Regions from separate parts of the Mus musculus genome. Here region 1 is linked to region 2. The links are chromatin contacts, called in public Micro-C maps. All regions are on one chromosome and are shown on one strand. The core of a region is the stretch at or near the end of the contact, and the rest is flanking DNA. Distances in the headings are between cores, read along the strand shown.

Evidence for each region. A called contact is a pair of places that touch in the nucleus more often than the background predicts.
Region 1: a contact with region 2 is called in a Micro-C map of embryonic stem cells, with 2.0 times the contacts expected there. The contact joins the promoter of Ppm1e here to the promoter of Gdpd1 in region 2. A contact is called at or near these places in 1 of 39 promoter capture datasets (neural stem cells), 1 of 484 Hi-C or Micro-C datasets (embryonic stem cells) and 2 of 115 datasets of contacts at active chromatin or transcription factors (bone marrow-derived macrophages and pancreatic cancer cells).

The regions. Positions count from the first base shown.
Region 1 is chr11:87,356,780-87,360,887 of GRCm38.p6, reverse strand. Ppm1e (protein phosphatase 1E (PP2C domain containing)) reads left to right here and starts at 1,894. Exons shown (of 7, transcript NM_177167.4): 1 at 1,894-2,439. The coding sequence starts at 1,985. Gm33937 (a long non-coding RNA gene) reads right to left here and starts at 3,359. Exons shown (of 5, transcript XR_003949755.1): 1 at 2,995-3,359; 2 at 2,018-2,862; 3 at 946-1,043; 4 at 620-724; 5 at 1-254.
Region 2 is chr11:87,071,735-87,075,595 of GRCm38.p6, reverse strand. It overlaps Gdpd1 (glycerophosphodiester phosphodiesterase domain containing 1), which reads left to right and starts at 1,459. Exons shown (of 10, transcript NM_025638.2): 1 at 1,459-1,760. The coding sequence starts at 1,619.

The DNA of each region.
Region 1 (4,108 bases), core at 645-3,144, 280 kb before region 2:
TTATTATTAAAGGTCTTACTACATAGCCTTGGATGACCTAGGACTTGACAGTCCAGGCTGACCTAGGACTCAGAGCACCACTGGTCTCTGCCTCCAGAGTACTGGGATTAAGGGTTGTGCCAGCACCCCAGCTCTTCTCTAGTTTTTCTGAAATGGCAGTAAGCAAGTAGGTCGAAAACAAATGACTTTGAGGGCTTTCTTGGCATCCCATGGAGCAGTTTCTTTCTACAGACTAGTTTGGTCTTTCCATTCATCTTAGGAAAAAAAATAGAAAAAATTCTAAGTGCATTATTTACTATACACTTTCTATCATGTATTATTTAATCTTGACCTAGGAGAGAGCATAGAACTCTATTTTACATGATACCATTAGTAAGTTCAACCCACTTAATCTTAAAATAACAGTATCGGGTCAGGGATTTAAAAATACAGCATTATAGGAAAACAGTTGGTGAGAACGCACCCTCTTCTGTCATTAATAACTGACTGGAAATGGTATTTCTGATCCTAAATCCAGCTGAAACCCAGAAACAATAAATGGAGAGATGGAGTGGATAATTTGTGAGTACATGTTTTTTCAAAGCAGAGGGGAAAAATCACTATGTTTGTGCTGAATTACATGCTGCCGTGGACGTGGTAGTATGCAGCAATGATGCTATCATCCATACAGCTGTACAGCACAGCATCTTCAAAGCACCCACCACCAACATCATCACCATGAAGCCTGAAAATAATAGGTTTGTTTATAGTTTGGTAAGAAAATTAGAATAATTTAAAGTCATTTCAGTTCTAGCTTGGGGGAGGGAGTAAGAAGAGACACAGGAGGTGGTGGGGAAGAACAAACAAAATATAGACAAAATACGGATTATATGGTAGGATAATATAATATAATGACATGCATTATACAGAAACTAAGCAGGGGTTTTTGGGTGATGGAAAACTTACAAGTGAAATCTACCACTTCAATCTCGGATTGAATTCTTGTTGCATCGCTTGCTTTTGACCTTGAGCAAAGTCACTGTTTTGAAGGCTTGTTTCCTCATCTGTAAAACAGAATCCTAACGGTAATAACCTTTGCCTTAAAAGGCTGTGAGGATTAGAGACGAACACGTGTAAACTGCAAAGCCCTATATAAATAAGACATTGTGTAGATACGAGGCACAGCTAGATTTTCATAGAGCAGAGTTAAGGGGAAAGATTCTAAAGGCTTTGGAGACTTTGAAAGGGGCTCTAACACCAATGCCACAGCTAGAAAGTCTTGACTTTTAAGCAAGCGAATTACTGTTTAATTTCTCACGTTCATCTTTTTGAGAAAGGAGGATACATAGAATCAAACGAAAGAACCTAGACAAAGGAAACTACCCTTTTTGGGTGCTCGTGCCTGGACCTTTACTTTTTCAACACATATCATTAGTAAAAGGTGTTTACTGCGTGCCATCGGATCAAGAGATATACTACGGCAAGGCAAGCAGATAAGGAAACTGAAGTCAGTACACTCCTGGTGGAACCAACAGAGATGTCTCAGTGCTTATCATGAAACTAGGGTCTTCACCCCACAAAGACCATTCGAAGTTGGAGTGCAGGAGTCCAGCGTCCTTACCACTCCACAGACTCGACGGGAGGGACCTTGGAATTCTTAATTAGAACCGGTTGCCATGGCGACAGTCTCTAGGCAGCGTGGGCTGAGCTCTCGGTAGGGATTGCGGGTGGGCCGCCGCTGGACCCTGTGCGCGCGCCCGCCACCAACTTTCCCTCCAGACCGGAGCGGGGTGGCGCGCTCCGCCCCCGCCCCCGGGCCGCGCACGTCCGAGCTCGGTGGCGCGCACGCCTGCGGGAGCCCTCTCCAGGCAACCCAGTGCTGATCGCCGGTGCCCGTGCGGCCGTTCCCCCTCCGTAGCGGGAGGCGAGGCTCCGAAGCAGCCCCCTCCTCCTCCTGGGCTCACCTCCCACCCCCTTCCCGGTGGACCTCGGGGCATGAGCAACGATGGCGGGCTGCATCCCTGAGGAGAAAACTTACCGGCGCTTCCTGGAGCTGTTCCTGGGCGAGTTCCGCGGACCGTGCGGTGGCGGCGAGCCAGAGCCCGAACCCGAATCCGAGCCCGAGCCCGAGCCCGAAGCCGAGCTAGTCGCGGCTGAGGCGGCCGAGGCTTCGGGGGAGGAACCGGGGGAGGACGCTGCGACGGTAGAGGCGACCGAGGAGGGGGAGCAGGACCAAGACCCCGAGCCCGAAGACGAGGCGGTGGAGGAGGAGACGGCGACGGAGGGCGAGGAGGAGGAAGAGGAGGAAGCGGCTGCCCCGGGGCACTCGGCCGTGCCGCCACCGCCGCAGCCCCAGCTGCCACCGCTGCCCCCGCTCCCACGGCCGCTGTCGGAGCGCATCACCCGAGAGGAGGTGGAGGGCGAGAGCCTGGACCTGTGCCTGCAGCAGCTCTACAAATAGTTAAGTAGCGGGGCTCGGCCGCGGGTGGGCCGCCATCCCCGGGGTGCCGGCCTGGGTTCCCGTCCCCGCTACCCATGTCCCCGCGGGGCACCCGGGCGGGGTCCCCCCCGCCTGCCCCCGGCCCCTCTTCGCTGGCCCTCTCGGCCAGCTTCTCGGCCACTTCGCACACCTTCCTCCAGAACCTTCCTGCCAAGGTCTTCCCTCCCGTCTTGGGCTCCCCATTCTTCCCTGCGCCTTTCTTCCCGGGGTTTCCTCCCACCTTCGTCTGTCTGTCCTTTCCCGGGCTGCGTTCCTTGTTGGGCGGTGGGGACGCGCGACTCCTTTACAGGCAGTAAGAGGTGCCTTTCTACATAACCGCAACAAAGCTAATACCGTCGGTGCCCAGAGGAGCCCAGACCCCTAGATTTTCCGTCAGGCGCTCACTGTTGAAATGAAAAGGCTCTATAGATGGCTTTCTTACGTGAGAGCCTAGTATCATACTTTGCAGACATTTGACAGCATATAATTGAGAGCGGTAGGGAGGAATTGGGAAGGAAGGGTAAGTAAAACCCTACCGAGCAAGCCGTTAGGTGAAAAGACGAGGTCGTAAGTCAGAAAAGTCAGCCTGGTTGGATAAAATTGCAATTAAGTGCAGTATTTTCAGTCCATTAAGTAGATGGGGTGGGAGGTGGGAGAAAAGCAGATGGCTTAGCTACCCAGATGCAAGTCTAAAATAGAAAGGTCAAGGCTTTGCCTTTCATCCGAGTTCTGCTTTTTATGGGCTTGAAATAGAAACGGTTTACAATCGCGTTTCTTTCCAAATGGAATTGTTCTGAAATAATGCCTCTGCAAACACTGGGAAACCCGAGAGTCTTTTGCCATTCAGCTAATAGTTGTAATGAAAGGTGTTACTCTGACCACCCCAAAAGTTTACTATCGCAAGATTCACTGCGGCTAAGTTCAAACCCACTTCCTGGATTTCTCCAAAGCCTGGAGGGGGCTAGAAAAGAAAGCTATTTTGTCTTCATCAGACCTCATAGACAACTGATCAAACCATTCTCCTGTTAAAAGCAGCAGCCTGTCAAAGGGAAAAGCCACTGAGCAGATCTGTAGAATTGGACTGTGCGGATGCCACACTTTATAAACCATCCAGTAATTAATTTTAAAATACTGTTCAATTACCAGGGGAATTGTGTGTTTTGGGGAAATGCAAAAATAAAATGGCGTGTAATACCACCACCTGGGGATAAACAGCATTAATGGTTGAGTATTTCTTTTTTTTTTTTTTTAACTATCACAGAAAAGGACCTACAGAATGCCATTTTAAAAAAATTACATGATTCAGACACTTAAATATAGTGGAAGTATTTACCAAAGTGAAGGGATTTATCTCAGACTAGTACTATCTGGACAGTTTTTACCCTTACACATATGCTCCCAGAACAATTTAAGGATTAGGGACGCTCCCATACTGCCATTAATGTAGTACAGTCTGAACATTTCAAGGCTTTTAAAACTGAGATGCACAGAATGAAATGGTAAGATGTGGGTGTTTTTTTATTTTTAATGTGATAAGGAAACAAGATTAATCAAAATGTACATATCAATTAGAAAAATGATTACGATGAGAAGGTGATTGCCAATGAAGCACAGAAGTTTGTGTTTGAGTTAAAACTAGCAAAATTACAG
Region 2 (3,861 bases), core at 210-2,709:
CCAATTGTGATTATGCTATCAATTAGATAAGTGCAAAATAAGTTGAGACCCAATGTAGTGTATTGTAATTGATCCTATTTTCCCAGATACATTTAAAATAGTGTCCTGACAGGATTAGATATTTTAGTCCCAATGTTTGTGAAATAGAGTGTTTACCACCTTTCCAAAAGCTGCCACTTGACCCAGCAAGATGGCTTAGTGGGAAAAGGAGCTGCCACCTTAGGTCTCCTTAGGTTGTCCTCTGCCTTTACACGTGCACACACATACACTACACAGGAAATAAGTAAATGCATAAAAAATAAATAAACGAGATAGGATCGGGTGCAGCAACCCTTGCCTGCAGTTCCAGCTAATGAGCTGGATGAAACCAAAAGACTGCTTCACCCTTAGGAGTTTGAAGCCAGCCGGAGCTCAATACTGTGAGTCTGCCTGTTGTTGCAATTGTCCTGGGACTCAAACCCCTGGCCTTAAGGGAAGGCAGACGCAAGTGGATCTCTAGCCCTATTGTCATAGCGAGTTCCAGATCAGCCTCGGTACATAGTGAGACCCAGTCTCTAAGGGGGGGGGGGGCCGGGGGGGAGGAGACAGGAAGGGAGGGAGAGAGAACGGAGAGAGGAAGGGAGAGAGGAGAAAAGGGAAAGAAAAGAATCCCAATACTTAGAAGGCAGAGGCAAACTGGTCTCTGTGAATCAAGAGGCCAGCACACAGTCAACACAGTGAGACACCCTGTCTCAATAAACAAATCCAAACCTTGAATGTGCTTGGAAAGTGCTTTACAACTGAGCCACAGCCACAGCCTTTGTGGCTAATTACTTTGCATAAAATACGATCCACAGCTGGGCTTGCCTACCATCCCAACACTCTGGAGGCTGAGGTAGAAGAACCTGAAGTCGAAGACTCTATCCTCTGGTATATAGTGAATTCAAGCCCGGACTGGGCTAAGTAGATCCTATCTCACAAAACCAAGACCCTGCCCCCATAAAACGTGGTTCCTACTGTATTTCTAGTTTGTAAGGTAGGAGATGAAAAAGAAAAATGGAAAAGTTAGTTGCCAGTCTTTATAGGAAAGGACTTAGTGGTCAGTTTCTTTATTCATGTTTATTTTGTACTGGGGCTTGAATCCCGTACGATCTAACCAACTAGGCTACGAGTTCGAGGTATCAGTAACAATTCTTCGCTTTTCCCACAGAAAGGACTAGGACCTGGCCTGGAATCCTCCTTTGATGCACATTTCCCAGTTACGTCAGATTTTCCCCGAAGGCTATCCTGGCTTGAGAGCGTTTTCGGCTTAGGGACTGCCCAAACAAATCCAAACAAATAAAACCACTGGCAAGTTTCCAACCTCTTGCCTCGGGGTCTTCTTCGAAGCACCTGCGCGTGGGACCACAGCTGCCAGACGCCCAACGCTCCGCGCCGTAGCGCGCCTGCGTATCTGAGCCCCTTTGTTGCTCGGGCGCTGGGGTCGGGCTGCGCCTGCGTGCTGAGTCCGCACGAACAAGTGCGCTACGCCGAGGGCACCGGCTGAGGGCGAGCAGACCTCGAGCAGCTGCCGGCGCTGCGGCCGTTGCTACCATCACAGCACAGTCGGGGTCTCAGGCCCAGAAGGCGGTGACCGAGGATGTCGTCCACCGCGGCTTTTTGCCTTCTCTCTACTCTGGGGGGATATTTGGTCACCTCGTTCTTGTTGCTTAAATACCCAGCGTTGCTGCACCAGAGAAAGAAACAGCGATTCCTCAGTAGGCACATCTCTCACCGCGGAGGTGAGAGGGGTCCCCAGAACCCGATGGCGGGGATGGGGGAGGCTTCCTAGCAGGAGGTAGAGGATGGGGATTCTGGAGAGGCTGACGAAGAATGGGCTCCTGGAACTGGAGGGCTTCCTCAGATGAGTGGTCCGGAGGGGAGGGAAGGAAAGGGGTCTCGTGTCCCAGTCCTGGTGGGCGTCTCTGGGGAGCTAGGGTGACAGGGCTTCTGTGAGGAGGAGAAGCGCAGGATGAGAGACAGAAGTGGGGCGTTCCTCGGCCGATGGAGGGATGATCGGGAGGTCCCTTCTTGGCAGCCTGGCACAAAGCCGGTGCAGATCCAGGAGACACCCGCAGGGGGAAGTAGGAACGGACAGACTGCTTGGAATAGGCTGGTGGCTGAGTCCGTGGGGAAGAGCTTGGGCTCCGGCAGAGCTGAGGATCTGCGAGTACCTGGAGCGAGAGCTGAGGAGTCTGCGATGCCACGCTCCACGCGTTTGTAATTGAGCTCTGGAGAGAAATGTCTCCAAACCAGGGACATTTTCCAAGGTCACAGAGTGTGGACTGAAGTGGCACAAGCAACTTGGAGAGTTCTGGTTCTAAGGATTCCAAAACCTAGCACCTGGGTTGTTGTTTTACTTTGATTTTTGAACATTACCCCAGCAATGGTTGGTGGGCTTCTAAAAGACTAAAATATTTAGCTTATGATCAGTCAGTATTTTTTTAAAGATGTTTCTCTTGCAAAAGTATATTGCTTTTATACAATATCAAGTATATAAGGGTTGAAGCGAGTCCGCTCCGCCTTCTAATTTACTATAACAGGCCACATCTTTGCTTCTTCACTGCTGTTCAATAATGTGGCTTCAGGACATTTCAATTTTTTTTTTTTTATAAGTAATAGTTTTAATTTTTTTTTTAAAGATTTATTTATTTATTATATGTAAGTACACTGTAGCTGTCTTCAGACACTCCAGAAGAGGGAATCAGATCTCTTTACAGATGGTTGTGAGCCACCATGTGGTTGCTGGGATTTGAACTCTGGACCTTCGGAAGAGCAGTCGGGTGCTCTTACCCACTGAGCCATCTCACCAGCCCAGGACATTTCAATCTTAAGGTATAAATTATGAAAATTTTCGGTCACTTTAAACTTTTCTTTAGGGTGAATATAGCACCGGGTTAAAATTGCCTGAAATGTATCATACAATGGTAAACTCTATAGTTTAAAATTTGATGGAGTACCGTAATGATTTTTGGTTTTAGATTTTTCAAAGATGGGGTCTTGCTATGGCGTGCTGGCTAGTCTGCAAATCACTATATAGACCAGGCTGGTTGTGCATTCTGCCCCCACTTTCCCAGTGCTGGGACAACTATCCTGGGACCATGACTTCTATTATGACAAATATGTCATAGAAATAAATACATTATCATTCTTTTGTACAGTTTTATCAGTTAAACACAGTTTCCCACTTTTTGTTTGGTTTTCTTTCTCTGTGGCCCTGACTGTCCTAGGACTCAATCAGTAGACCAGGCTAGCCTAAAATTCAGAGACCTACCTGCCTCTGCCTCCCAAGTGCTGGGAATAAAGACTTGGACCACCATGCCCAGCTCCTGGTGATTAATATGTCTGTGTATAGGCGTATGGCGTGTTTGCCTGTGAGTGTAGGCACATACATGTTCCAGAGCATGTGTAGAGGTTGGAGGACAGTATCGCATGTTGGTCCTTATGTTTCACTGTGTTTGAAATGAAGTCTTTTGTTATTCGAGGCTGGATTCACCAGTAAGCTCGAGTGTGGGAGTTGGGGATTCTCCTGTCTGACCTCCCATCTGCCAGGAGGGGCGCTGGGATTACAAACCAGATTCTGGTTCTACTACTTCTAGCTCCTGCACAGGTTCTGGGGTTCTGAACCAAATGATTCACTATGCTATCTATCCAGCCCAGCCCTTAACATTTTATTTTTTTAAAGATTTATTTATTGTTATATGTAAGTACACTTTAGCTGTCTTCAGACACACCAGAAGAGGGCATCAGATCTCATTGCAGATGGTTGTGAGCCACCATGTGGTTGCTGGGATTTGAACTCAGGACCTTTGGAAGAGCAGTCAGTGCTCTTAACCACTGAGC